Linked DNA regions of Pan troglodytes: region 2 is linked to region 1. The links are chromatin contacts, called in public capture Hi-C maps. All regions are on one chromosome and are shown on one strand. The core of a region is the stretch at or near the end of the contact, and the rest is flanking DNA. Distances in the headings are between cores, read along the strand shown.

Evidence for each region. Capture Hi-C pulls out chosen DNA fragments and counts their contacts.
Region 2: a capture Hi-C map of stem cell-derived neural stem cells shows a contact between it and region 1, with 6 times the contacts expected there. The contact joins two enhancer-like sites. A contact is called at or near these places in 1 of 1 datasets of contacts at active chromatin or transcription factors (stem cell-derived excitatory neurons) and 1 of 1 other capture datasets (stem cell-derived neural stem cells).

Annotation. Positions count from the first base shown.
Region 1 is chr2:137,570,498-137,577,416 of NHGRI_mPanTro3-v2.0_pri, forward strand. No RefSeq gene overlaps it. Among named protein-coding and RNA genes, the nearest start is that of AMOTL2, 42 kb to the right of the region's middle. Within about 2 kb of position 2,329, at least 5 of the 24 cell types and tissues checked have an H3K27ac peak or open chromatin away from gene starts, as enhancers often do. A contact at or near this core is called in stem cell-derived neural stem cells, where this site is marked.
Region 2 is chr2:137,712,651-137,719,580 of NHGRI_mPanTro3-v2.0_pri, forward strand. It overlaps ANAPC13 (anaphase promoting complex subunit 13), which reads right to left. Exons shown (of 3, transcript XM_016941990.4): 3 at 6,528-6,930. Among named protein-coding and RNA genes, the nearest start is that of CEP63, 11 kb to the right of the region's middle. Within about 2 kb of position 2,856, at least 4 of the 24 cell types and tissues checked have an H3K27ac peak or open chromatin away from gene starts, as enhancers often do. A contact at or near this core is called in stem cell-derived neural stem cells, where this site is marked.

The DNA of each region.
Region 1 (6,919 bases), core at 1,079-3,578:
AACCTCTGCTTCCCGGGTTCAAGCGATTCTCCCGCCTCAACATCGTGAGTAGCTGGGACTACAGGAGTGCATCACCATGCCCAGCTAATTTTTGTATTTTTTAGTAGAGATGGGGTTTCACCATATTGGCCAGGCTAGTCTCGAACTCCTGACCTCATGATCTGCCCCCCTTGGCCTCCCAAAGTGCGGGGATTACAGGCGTGAGCCACTGCGCCTGGCCTAATTTTTGTATTTTTGTAGAGACCGGGTTTCACCATGTTCGCCAGGCTGGCCTCGAACTTCTGACCTCAGGTGATCCGCCTGCCTCATCCTCCCGAAGTGCTGGGATTACAGGCATGAGCCACTGCACCCAGTCTTCTCTTCTTTTCTTTTTGTGAGACAGTCTTGCTCTGTTGCCCAGGCTGGAGTGCAGTGGCACAATCTCCACTCACTGCAGTCTCAACCTTCTGGGCTCAAGCCATCCTCCTGCCTCTGCCTTCCCAGTAGCTGGGACTACAGGCCCATGCCACTACCCCGGCTAATTTTTTATTTTTTGTAGAGACGCTGTCTTACCATGTTACCCAGGCTGATTTCGAACTCCTGAGCTCAAGCAATCTGCCTACCTTAGTCTCCCAAAGTGATGGGATTACAGGCATGAGCCACTGCTGCCCACACTTTTCTTTTAAGAGTGTGGCATTTTTATGCATATATTAGGGAAAAAATGAAGTGGTGGCTATAATGGTACAATAGAAGTAACATAAAATGGTTTAAAAATGAACTAGCATAAAGAGAAATACTATGTAAGAAATGGTTCGGGTGGTCCCTGATAGATCAGGAAGGAGCAGGGGAATGACTGAAGGGTGGGGTGCCTGCCCTATCCCCTTACATCCATCTTCTAACTCTGACCCAGCCTCGGTCTCTTCCAGAGTGTGCCCCTGTCCTCTTCCCACTATGGCCAGAGAGGTCTGCCTAGAAGGAAACCCTGACAGTTGCATCCTTCACTACAGGGCAGCCACCTTAGGGAAAAGTTTAGGTCTTTCTTTGGGGAGGCCTCAAAAGCCTTCCAGGATGGACTCTGCCCATCTTTCCAGCTTCCCATTACCCTTGTCTCTTCCCATTTTAGATACCTGAACCCTGGACTTCCAAACTGAGCTTGATGGCTGGGCCTCTGAGTCTTACAGTGTTCTATCTCCTCTAACTGTGATGTCCTTTCTCCCTTGTTTATCTGAAGGACTCCTATTCAACCTTGATAGCGTTTTTAGGGGTCCTTTCCTCTGCGAAACTGTCTTGATCTCTTTGTAAAGGGTTATTCCCACCTTCCTCTCTATCTTGAATCACACATTTAATTGAATCATGCATTTAATCATGCAACTCCCAAAGCCTCCTGTTTCCTTGTCTGTCTCCTTGCTGAGGTGGTCTCTGAGGGCCTGGCACATATCTAATTTAGTTCAGGATCCTGGATTCTTATACAGTAATTGGAATAGGACAAGTGCTCAGCACTAACGAAGATGCAATTGTTATAGCTATCGTTTATGAAGTGCTCTCTGTGCATTACCCATTCAATCCTTACATCCACTCTAAGAGGAAGAAACTTTTGACACACATCTTTTAGGCATGAGAAAACTGAGGCTCAGAGAGGGGAACTCATTTGCCAACAGTAGATAAGTGGAGGAGCAGATTTGAACCCTAGCCTGACTTTTGTCCTAGGCCCTCACCTGCTCATTTCCCACTCTCCTGAGTACAAAGTTGATTCCTCAGCGGGGTGTACAGGTGACCCCTCAGTGGGGTGTACAAGTGGGCCCTGGCCTCACTGAGGTCAGGGGACTCCTGGGCACCAGGTGCAGCAGTACCCTCATGCCCAGCTACAGAGCACCCGATCCTGGGGCTGCCCTTTCAAGGTTATGGTGTTGGAGAGAGGGCTGGGAAACAAGAGAAAGGAGAAAATAGAGTTGAGTCAGATGCCCTGTGGAATTTCTGGCCTTTATTGAATTCCGGGAAGAGAAAAAAAATTGGCTGTGCTTATTCCAAGTATGTCAAGATCATAAGGAGCTCTTTACTGTTTATATGCAAAACTTTCTGGCAGCCAGCACCTGCAAGCAAGAGGCCAGGAATCTGTGAGACCCAGGCACCCTAAGCTGGAGCCCCAGGCTCCACAGAGGGGCAGCTGGGCCAGGCAAAGTGAGAAGGGAAGGGGTGGACCAGACTGTCCTCAAAGCCCCTGCATTTCCTGCAGCAGAATTTCATCCCTGACCCTGGAATGTGGGCGAGCCCTTCTTGCATGGAAAGGGAAGTGAACTGGCTGACTCCCTTTGTCCCTCTGGGCACCCCACTCCTCTCCACACTCATGAATACTTTTTTGGGGGAGGAGCACTGGGCTGTCTAGTAGTAGAGCCTCATTCCTCAGTAGCCCTCTCATCTGAGGAGAGGCCCTGCTGGCTCAGAGCTCTGCAGAAATACATTGAGTTGGTTTCAGAATCCCTGAATCCCCTATGCTACCCCTTGTTCAGGGCAGAAGTCAAAAAAGCAGAAGAGACCCAGATAATAGGTAATGGCATATTTTGGGGGGATGGGGGTGGAAGGACAGTGATAACAACAGCTTCAGGCTTCAGGCTTCCCATTCCCATTCTCTCTGGAATGCTATTTATTTATGCAATCTCAGACGTCTGAGTTGAAAACTGAAAAAAGGCAGTCAATTAGCTCTGTCCGTCCATGAGTTTAAATGTCCATGAATTCAGTCAACAAACATTTGTTCATTCATTAAATGTGTACCCTCGGGCTGGATACGATGCCAGGTGTTGAGTATTTGGAAATAGCTGAGAATGTCGAGACTGATGTTTCTCACTAGGGAGGGGGCACACATGAGAATCACATACTCATGTGGGCCCCTCTCAGGACCCTCCTTCATCCAGCCTGATAATTAAGAGTTTTGGGAAGGGGCCTGGGTATGAGGATTTAGAAAACTCCCCAGCTGATAAGGATACGAAGCTCCGTTTCAGATACATGGACCAGATTGGAAGTCTATTCGTCCAAATGTACCTACAGTGCTATCTCTCTGGGGAGGTGTGGGCATAGTCTCCTGCTTGGATTCATTCATTCGTTCATTCATTCCAGTGGAATTTTTGAGTTCTTGCCAGGTGCCATGCCCTGTTCCAGGCATTGGGTTGCAGACCCTGCCCTCCCGGGGCTCTCGCAAGACACCATTCCCATTCCCTGCAGCGCTCCCGTTTCATTCTCATAAAAGTCCAAGGCCTTACAGTGAGCCAGTGACCAGGCTGGTACCCGCCCGACCTCCTCTCCCCCTACTCCCTTCTGCCCTGCTCTCCCCCTACTCCCTTCTGCCCTGCTCTCCCCCTACTCCCTTCTGCCCTGCTCTCCCCCTACTCCCTTCTGCCCTGCTCTCCCCCTACTCCCTTCTGCCCTGCTCCAGCTGCCTGGCTCCTGCCTGTTCCTCCCACAGGCCTCTGCTAGTTGCTCCTTCTGGAATGCTCCCCACAGAGGTTGCCCCTGCTCACTCAGTTGAGAGCTACAACCTCCCGACTCCCCAGCAATGCTTTACCTGTTCTTAGGCTTCTGTTTCTCTAGCACTTAACACATTATTATTATTATTATTATTATTATTTTTAGATGGAGTCTCACTCTGTTGCCCCAGGTTGGAATACAGTGGCGCGATCTCGGTTCACTGCAACCTCCGCCTCCCGGGTTCAAGCGATTCTTCTGTGTCAGACCCCCTGAGTAGCTGGAATTACAGGCACGCGGCACCATGCCTATTTTTTTTTTTTTTTTTTTTTTTTTGTATTTTTAGTAGAGACGGGGTTTCACCATGTTGGCCAGGCTGGTCTCGAACTCCTGATCTGGTGATCCGCCCATCTCAGCCTCCCAAAGTGCTGAGATTATAGGCGTGAGCCACTGCGCCCGGCCACATTTATCCCCTTTTACATGCTCTGTCATTTTGAGATTTATGAGTCAATTGTTTGCTGTCCTCTACCTCCCCCACCAATCCTCTGGAATGGAAGCCCCTGGACGACAGGGTCTTTGCTTTGATAATGGATGTAGTGCAAGCATCTAGAATAGTGGGTGCTCAATAAATATTTGTTGAATGAATTAAACAAATAATAACACAGGTAAGTGTAAAATTACACCTGTGGGAAGTGCTGGCTACAGAGAATGAGTAAAATTAACTGAGCTCCTCCCAGCTCATCAACTCTATAATTTTTACTTTTGCTTTTCTTTGAAACATCATTCTGTGTTTACAATTATCCAGTGTGGCCAAGACCATTCCATTCTATTTTTGCGATCACTGTGCTTTTCCCACGGCCCTGGCCTCAGGAAAAGAGACTGTGTTGAAGTTGGAGGAGCAGGCTTTGGGGAGCCCGCAGCCCAGGGCTCTCTGGCATCCCCGAGTGAGGCCAGCAGGGGAGGATTGGTGGCCAGTCACGTATTCAGTCAGCACGAGACACTGAGCCTGTTCAGAAGGCTGAGATAATGGGATTTCAGAACAATTGTAAAAATACCTAACATGCCAGCAGGGAGTTAAACAGCAGATTCATGAGATTCTGAGGCTTTTGACCCTTCACGGAAGCCAAGGGAGACAGAATTCCAAGAGCATGTTATAGCATGTTAGGTATTTGGAGGGGGTAGTGCTTGTCATGGGCTGATCACAGCGACCCCATCCCCAGGATCCCAGCAGGGATAGGAAAAGTCACCACTCTGAGGCCAAGGACAACCATATCACAGAATTAGCCCATCAAAGAAAAGATGTGTCAGTTAGAGCCCTGAAGGAAGCCAGTCCTGTCCCAGCCCGGCCCAGAAGGCAGAGATAACAGCAGCCTTAGCCCAGCCATCTGGATCCCTCACAGTCCCAAGGATGGGGTAGGGGCGGCAGATTATTGTGGTCTAATGCTGCCAGTCAGGCCCCTTTCTTCTGTCTCCACACTCTCCTCCAGGCAACTTTTGGCATCTGCCTATTGGGAGTGAAATGAGCATCCAGTATCCTGGTCAGGGTAACCCTGAGGGTTAGTCCCTGGTTTGGCTGAACGTGTCCCTTTCCCAAAAACCAGGGATGGGCTCCAGGAAAGCTGGGATGGAGAGCAGACTGCACTAAGGAAAGAGTGCCATCCTGTGTTCTCTGGAGTAGGGGGGCACCTGCCAGCATTTTCCTGATGCCCCAGCCACTGCTTTGTGCCCCAGAGGCACCACCCTTCTTTAAAGGCACTGGGGACAGTCCCTGGTGAGCAGAAAGGTGGTGGCCACAGATGGCTTAGCTGAGGAGCCTGCAGTGAGCACAGGAACAATGGAAAGAGCCTGGTGCAAGGTTCTCAGCGAGGACAATGTGAGGCTGTCCATAGGAGTTTGCAGGGAAGCAGAGATGACAGAGATGCCAGGCCAAGGAGGCTGCGGGAAGGGTGGCCAAGGCAGGAGGTGGCATGGGCTGTGTCAGAGCTGGCACATTGCAGCAGGAGTGAATTGAGCTCACAGGGAGGAAGAAATGCCTGGAATCCCTTCTGCTGGCAGTGAATCCAGGCTAGAATTGTTTGTGAATTTGATTTAGCCATCCCTGTCTCAAGTACCTTCTATGGTTCTGATAGCCCCAGATCCCAGTCCAAATCCCTCATTGCCTACAAGGCCTCTACCACCAGTACTGATTTCCTTTCTTGGCTTCTTCCAAGCCTCAGGCCCTATGATCCCTGCACTTCCTTTAACCGTGGCTCCTTCCTTTATGCCTTTGCTCTTGTCTTTTGTTCTTTTCCCACCTTTCCTTCACAGTAAAACACTACCACTTCCTGGAAGCCTTCCTGAAACATGCTGGCACCGTTGGTGACCCAGAGCAGCTCTTTCATCTGGGAGTGTCCCTTCTTGAGCCACAGACACATTAACATAGGTGATCCAAGGCCTTAGGTAATATGCATGGAATGAAGAAGTCTTTTGTGAAGGCTGGAGGTCAGGGGAGCTTAGCTTCCCCATTCTCCTTCACCCATGCTCATGTAAACCTCCAATTAAAAGCCAATCTTCCCAAATGCAATCGGAAAATCAAAAAAGGACAGTGCTAAAGTCAACATACAAAGAGCATAGAGCAGGGAGGCCTCCAAAATCCTGTCTCTGACCCTACAGTTCAGACAGCAGGCCCCAGAATAGGCTCCTTGGAGACAGCAGATCCACTGGGGATGAAAGGAGTCCATTCGGGACAAAAGGAGAAAATGCGTCTCTCCATGTTATATAAGCCTTTCATCCACTGTTACATTAAAGATTCTGAAAAGTCCTGCAGAAAAGTGCCTGTTTGTGTAGCGTGTGACACCGATTAACGTTGCCCGAAGCTTTGGCATTGGACAGCCTTGAACCCCCTTCTCCGCTGGTGTGCCCCATGACTTCAGTCAAGTTCCTTGGCTGCTCTGAATCTCAGATGCCTATTTGCAAAATAAGTTATTATGTGGTCAGTGAAAGCAAAGCACTGGTTTGGCTGGGGTCCTGGGAGGACAGGATAGCTCACATAGGACACTCTTGTGGTTCTAACTATGTAGTATGGTCCAGGACTCACAGGACAGAAGCAGGAGTGAGCCATTTGGAGGGCATTATTCTGGGTTGTATACCCAGGACACTGGCAGGAGCCGCATCCCCCTATCCAGCCAATGGACATCTCACTAAAAAGCACCCTGACTGGCAGTAGGCATTTCCTGGAGCCCGTGCTATCCTGGCCACTCTCTCTCCGGGCTCATCTTGTACCACTTGACCCTCCACTCTCTAGCCATGTAGAATGTCTGCTGTCAGCCGGGCGCGGTGGCTCACGCCTGTAATCCCAGCACTTTGGGAGGCCGAGGCAGGCGGATCATGAGGTCAGGAGATCGAGACCATCCTGACCAACATGGTGAAACCCCGTCTCTACTAAAAATACAAAAATTAGCTGGGCATGTGGCGCATGCCTGTAATCCTAGCTACTTGGGAGGCT
Region 2 (6,930 bases), core at 1,606-4,105, 140 kb after region 1:
CAGCCTGGGGACAGAGTGAGACTCCGTCTCAAAAAATAAATAAATAAATAAATAAATAAATAAAAGAGCAAGGGAGAAAACACAGTAAGCAAGAGAGAAATAGGAACAAACATGGAGATTGATTGATTGAAAGAGAGAGCCTGGATGAAAGAGGCAGGCAGCAGAGTCAATGCAAGGGAGAGGGACTAGAGCTCCAGCCCTCTCCACTTCTGCCTCCAGCCCTCTCCACTTCTGCCTCGAGTCCATCTGAGACTCTACAAGCCAGCCTGGGACTCATTTTTCTTGCACTCCTGGAGCCCTTGCTGTATGATGCGTGTATGTCTGGACTAAGATCTCAGACTAAAAAATAGGCACCTAATCTCCAGGCCCAGAGGGGAGCAGTAGGGTAAGTGGGGAGAATATCCTTAACATCTGCCCATCCCTGAGAGTAGGGTCTGGGAGGCGAGAGTGGTGACAATGAGGCCAGGAAGAAGAGCCTCATCAGGCAGACCCATGCCTCCTGTCTGTCTGGGCTGAGTAAAGGGAGGCTGCATCAGGTCTTAGTCATTGACAGGTGTCAGGCATCCTCACTGGCCAAGAGGCAGGGATGCATCCACCTCACTCTCACCAGAAGCCCTGCACCATTAGACTGTGTGCCACTTCAAGTGAGTACCATTCTGTGGGCATGGTGGAGGGGAAGAGGGGAACTGCTGGAGACTAAGATGACAGGTGGGGAGGAAGCACGGGCAGAGATGCCAAGAAGGTAGAGGAGATCATGCATGGGCAGAGGAAAACCCCTTTTGCCTTTGGGTGGTGGCAGCACGATAAAGGGGATCTGAGTCACAGGGAAGGCGTGGAATAACTGGGATGGGTCTGTACGTCAACCTCTCCCCTACTTCCTTTGGAGTCATTTGGTTGTTTTCAAATTCTCCACCCTTTGCCTGTCCCCCCCACCACCCCCATCAAATCCGGTTTGTGTGTGGTGTGCGTGTGTTTGTATACACACACAGTTGGCTCTTGGTAAGAATAATATTAGCTGAAAACAGGAAATTGCAATTATCTGACTATTTTTGATGTATAAAAACAGCTTTTTCATATGGTTCAACCCAGTTGGTAACCTAAAATAAAAATCTAGGTGGAAATCCTTATAGTAATGAGCAGAACTAATGAAGGAATGGGGTAACCACTGGTCCCAGCTCTGTAGTTGTGTTTCTCACACCTGCAGCACTCAAGAGGCTCGATTCTGCAACAGCTGCATTGCTGTGACCAGGGTGACAGAGTGCAAGTTCATATAGTAGTTGGCTAAGAGCCAGATGAAATTTAGGCAGGGACATGCCCTGAGATTGGGTGATAACCTCACTTCAAGTTCTGTACCTCTCCTTCCTCCCATGGTCAGTGAGGCTAGTTTTCAGGAGGCAAAAAAGACAGAGGGTTCAGTTGAGCTGAGGAACCGATTTCAGCAACTGCCTAGGAGATCATTCGAGGACCTGAACCCCTGTCAGGACTCTGGCAAGCCCGGGGGTCTGACCCAGCATTCTCCCTGTCGCTCCTCCTGGCCCTGGTTGCTTTTCTGTCACCCCAAAGGCCAACACCCACAGTCCCTTGAATTCTCACTTCTAAGGTGAGGGCATTTGCTGGGTTTAGTCACTGTCCAGCATGGAACCCTGATGGATACCATAGATTCAAGGATCAGCTACCCAATTTATGGGGCCAAGTACCAAATGAAAATGTGGGTTCCTTGTTAAAAAATTATTAACACTTTCAAGACAGCAAAAGCGGAGCATTATACCAAATGCAGGCCCTTTTGAGTGCAGGCCCAGGGCAACTGCCTTGCTTGCATGCCTGAGCAGCTGGTCCAGGCTGGTTCCGGTGCAGAGGCCAGGACCATCCATCATCTGGGCCAGGAAGGCCACAAGGTATGAAGTCCCTTTAGGAGACCACCCAGCTGCCTTTTCAGGCCTGCCACTACCCAGTCTTTCCTCGAGAGCTCACTGATGGCGTATGGCACAGTGAGAGTGAGAAACTGGGGAACAAATATAACTGTGGGTAAAGCGGGGCCAAATCAAGAAAGGAAGCTTTGAAAAACAGTCTTTTCATGGAATTAACCTAAATGCCCACCAATGGCAGACTGAATAAAGAAAATGTGGTACATATACACCATGGAATGCTATGTAGCCATTAAAAAGGAGATCAGGTCCTTTGCAGGAACGTGGATGGAGCTGAAGGCCATTATCCTTAGCAAACTAACGAAGAAACAGAAAGCCAACACTGCATGTTTTCATAAGCGGGGGCTAAATAATGAGAACCAATAGGCACAAACTGGGGAAAAGCAGACACTGCGGCCTACTTGAGGGAGGAGGGTGAAGGAGGGAGGGGATCAGGAGAAATAACTACTGGGTACTAGGCTTAGTACCTGAGTGATGAAATGATCTGTATACCAAACTCCTGTGACAACAGTGTCCCTGTATTAACAAATCTGCACATGAATAAGAGTTTTTGTTTTGTTTTTTTTAAAAAAGAAAAACAGTCTTTCTAGAGCCTAATGGATTATTCCTGGATGATGCCTAAATTATCCAAACAATTTCATGCAAAGATCTGGGAAACAGCTTAATGAAAGAGCCCCAGGCCTGACTATAAGTTGGGGACACAGGTGGGCAAAATTCCTGGTTCCAGACCTCTTTTTCTTTAACCAAAATTTCTGAACTGCCCTCAACTTTTGGGTGCCCTCACTTTGCCCCCGACAAAGCATGAGTGAGGAGCCCACTAGGTGAGCTGCTCAGTCCAAGCCTGGCTGGCCAGAATCCCAGGAAGGCTGTGCTTTCCTCACATAACTGCTAGCTAGCTAGCACTTTGGGCAGCCCAGGTATGCAGAATCACTTTCAAGCGAAAGATCACACGTATTGAGAATCTTCAGCGTTCAGAGCTAACAATCAGCCAGTGATTCAAACTTTCTAAAAGGAATTGAGCGCCCCCTGCTGGGTATTGTAGCATTGACATTAAACTATCCTCTCAAATGCATCAAAATCTGAAACTACAGAGATTTAATCTCGTATAAAATCCAGTGACAACAGGACTCATGGTGACAACATTATATATGAGTTTGATAAAAGGTTGAATCTTTAAATGTTTCATGACTCCCATGCTCCTATTAAAAATGCTTCTAGTTCTTTATCTCAATTTTAGAAACAAGGTACACACTTTAAAGTTCTAAGTATTCTGGTAGGATTTTCTTCCCATGTCACAGAAAGTTTTACAGGAAAGGTAACATGGTCCTGGGAGAGGACATGGGTTTTGGGATCAGACAACCTAGGCTGGAATCCATTTACTATTTGAATGACTTGGAATAAGTCTTTTTTTTTTTTTTTTTTTGATGGAGTCTCACTCTGTCATCCAGGCTGGAGTGCAGTGGCACCGTGTCAGCTCACTACAACCTCTGTTTCCTGGGTTCACATAATTCTCCTGCCTCAGCCTCCCAAGTAGCTGGGATTACAGGCGCCCACCACCATGCCCGGCTAGTTTTTTGTTTGTTTGTTTTTGTTTTTAATATATTCTTAGTAGAGACGGGGTTTCATCATGTTGGCAAGGCTGGTCTCAAACTCCTGACCTCAGGTGATCTGCCCGCCTCAGCCGCCCAAAGTGCTGGGATTACAGGCGTGAGCCACCGTGTCCAGCCTGGAATAAGTCTTTCAACGTTAACTTGGAACAAATCATTTAAGTCACCATCTCCTGATCAATAAGGACAATGCTATCCACCTAAAAGGTGAATGTCAGGGCTGGAACTCATGTGTTTAAAGTGCATAGAAGTGCTTGATTAACCATCATGTCATCGTTATGATACTATTACGATGTGAGTCTAAGTTGGGTTTCAAAGGATGAGCAGCCCCTGGACTCAGACCTTGTTTCCAGAGACTAGGGGCCGTAACTTTAGTCCTGTGTCTAGCTCAGAGATCTAACCCCTGGGTCATGAGGGCAGTGCTCACACTGGGCAAGTCTGGAAAATTCCACCTCGAACAAATATTTCAAGTCCTTCTACTTCTACCTCTATCTTGCCAATCCAAACTACCATCATTTCTCACTTGAGCCAAAGCAAAGCTCTTCTAATTTTTCTTTCCACTTCTATTCTTATCTCCAAAGTGATATATACATATATATATTTAAATCCAATCTGATCAGGCCACTCTCTCTAGTTAGAACCTTTCAATGACTTAGAAAAACTTTTTTTAGCCAGACACCTGCCTACCCACCTTGCTTATAATGCCAGTCCTACCTCCTGGCTTTATGCAGTTAGCTCTCTCTGTAAGCAATCCTCATCTCCCAATTCTTTCCCTTATTACTACTACTCATCCTTTGGGTGTTGGGTCACAAGCTCAAGGAGGGTACAAGAGATAGCACATTTCTTTTTTTCAAAGCAAATTAAGTCCATTTGGCCTCACTCTGCTGCACTGCAAGCAGAAATTAATTCTGTGGTCCCTGGGGTGTCCTTTCCCCTTCTTATGGTCTTGCAAGCATTTAGGACACTCATGAATGACCTGGAAAAATGGGTAAAGACCTCTACTCTTCAGTCTATCTGGGTCGTTGCTATTATCTTCACTGCCAAGTCTGAGGGGGCCCTTGTAGGAGGGGGTTCCAAGCTTGGAGGTCTTTGCCTTTTCTGGAAGACTCAGTGTTGAGGTGCAGGTTTCCTCTGGAGCACCCAACAAACCATGAAACTCTGAAGTTCACCATCTCACTGTGGTACTGAGTGGAACACAGCTTTCCACTACTCCTAAGAGGTTCCTGTCTGCAGACCCTCTTCTCTCCCACCCTCCCCTGCTTCCCAAACAAGGACTAGGGTTATTATTAAGCATGTCCGCTTCCTGCTGTGCACGGGAAGCACACAGGACCTGGTTACTTCCTTGGAGATTGCAAAAAAATTCAGAGAAAAGATTAGTATTTCAAATTATGTGCTATAAAAGCTGCTAATCACAAGGTCTCCCTTGGATTATTCAATATAAATCAGATCCCCTCCAGTCACATTCTCCTATACTGCAGCAGTACTGTTGGTACCCATTCCCCCAGCTACTGTGTATTGGCTGTCAAAGGCTCACAGCTGTGAGAAGAGATTTTAGTTATTCAGTGTTTCCAGAGTTTCAACAAGGGATACGGACACAAGCAGCCGAGGCTGCTTCTTACAGAGTGTCCTCTGGAGAGGCGTGTCACCTGGCAATGCCTGGGAGGTTACGCTGTCACTGGGGGATTGTGGGAGGGGCCAAGCCAATGACTGACCAATTCATACTCAGTACAAAGGCCTAACCCCTTGCCTCAAGGTGAGAAAACTCTTGGCATTGTCATGGGCCAGAAATCCCACTGGATCAGACTGAAGCTAGACTTCAGCTCAAACCACATCTTGGCTCAGCTTCTTTCCCTGCCCTATCCTGTTTACCTTACAGGACTCTTCTGAAAGCACCTCAATAAATCACTTGCACAAGAAATCTCTGCCTCAGGCTTGGCTTCTGGGAACCCAACCTAAGTCACATCTTTTATTTTTCCTTCCTAGCATACGCCCCAAATTGAAATCATGTATTTGTATGGCTAATGGTTTAATGCCTGTCTCCCCGACTAAAGGCTCCATGAAGGGAGAAGCCACACTTACTTTGTTCATTGCTATATTCCCAGTGCCAAGCATGGTGCCTCCCACAGAGAAAAGCAATATGCAGGCTCTAAACTGGAAAGCTGGCAGGAACCAATAGGCCACATAGCCTCTTGGCCTCCCTCTCCAGATACTTTCCTTTTTGGGTGTTTTGGTACAGACAATTGAAGAAAGCTACCCTGTAACAGCAACTTAGCATTTCTTGTGCCCATCATCCTCAAGCCAGTCCTAGACAGAGATTTCAAAGCCCTGGTTGACAAGATCTGACTAGCTCAAATTAGGTCACCTAATTCCTGATACAATGAGCTACAGTTCTGGCACCATAACACAAGTTACGAACTTGCCCAGAGGCTATTCCTGGGGGTGGCGGCAGTTCTCGGATGAGTGTCATAGACACAAACCAACAGCTGTCTTACAGATATCATATTCTGGTTCAGCAGAAATCAAGAATAGCTTTCATATTTTACTGGTCTACTAATATTCCAGGGAAAGGCTAGGCAGGATTCACATGAACATTTGTCAAGTTCTTAGATGTTAGTGTCTCAGAGATTACATACCACAAGTAAGCTGTAAAATCCTCATTTAACAAGAATGTGAAAGAACTGTGGCGTTCTAGGTATTTTAATGTTCTGAAAAGCTTTTTCTCTTGTATAAGTTTTTTTTAATATTGTAAGTCTTTTTTCTATTAGGTTGTCTTTCTTTGCTTATTGAAGGGACTGGTGGCTTGGGGTCTTTATTCTGAAGATAAAAGATTTCTAGGCAGAACTACTGATGCAAAGAGAAGAAATCAGCCTGGATGTATCTGGATTATAGGATAGCTGCTAAAATCATGTTTGTGATTGAAAACCTAAAATAAGCTATTTGTTTTTTCATGTACCTCTTCCTCCTAAAAGCTAAGTAAACAAAAAGACCCAGCATAAAAAGGATGAGAAGAGATTTTAGTTATTCAGTGTTTTCAGAGTTTCAGCAAGGGATACAGATACAAGCAGCTTCTTACAGAGTTTACAATCTGGGGAGAGAACATGAAAGACACTGTTTAACAGGCAAATAATTCCAGGAATAAATATACATGAATGTGTTTTTCAAAATACAGGTTCTTATACAAATGTATAACTAAATACTGATTCCATAGTGGGGTGGTTGTAACTGAAAGGCCTTTGAGAAAAGGCTTTGAATAAAACTAGTCATCCACCTAGCCAAAGATCCTTTCCAGCAGCACAAAAGGAATTTGTAAGGAGAACAGAGATTAACTGTCAGATATCTTTCTAATCTGTAAATTTATCCAAAGTTTGAAAATACCATGAAGAATCTTAGGAATGCCA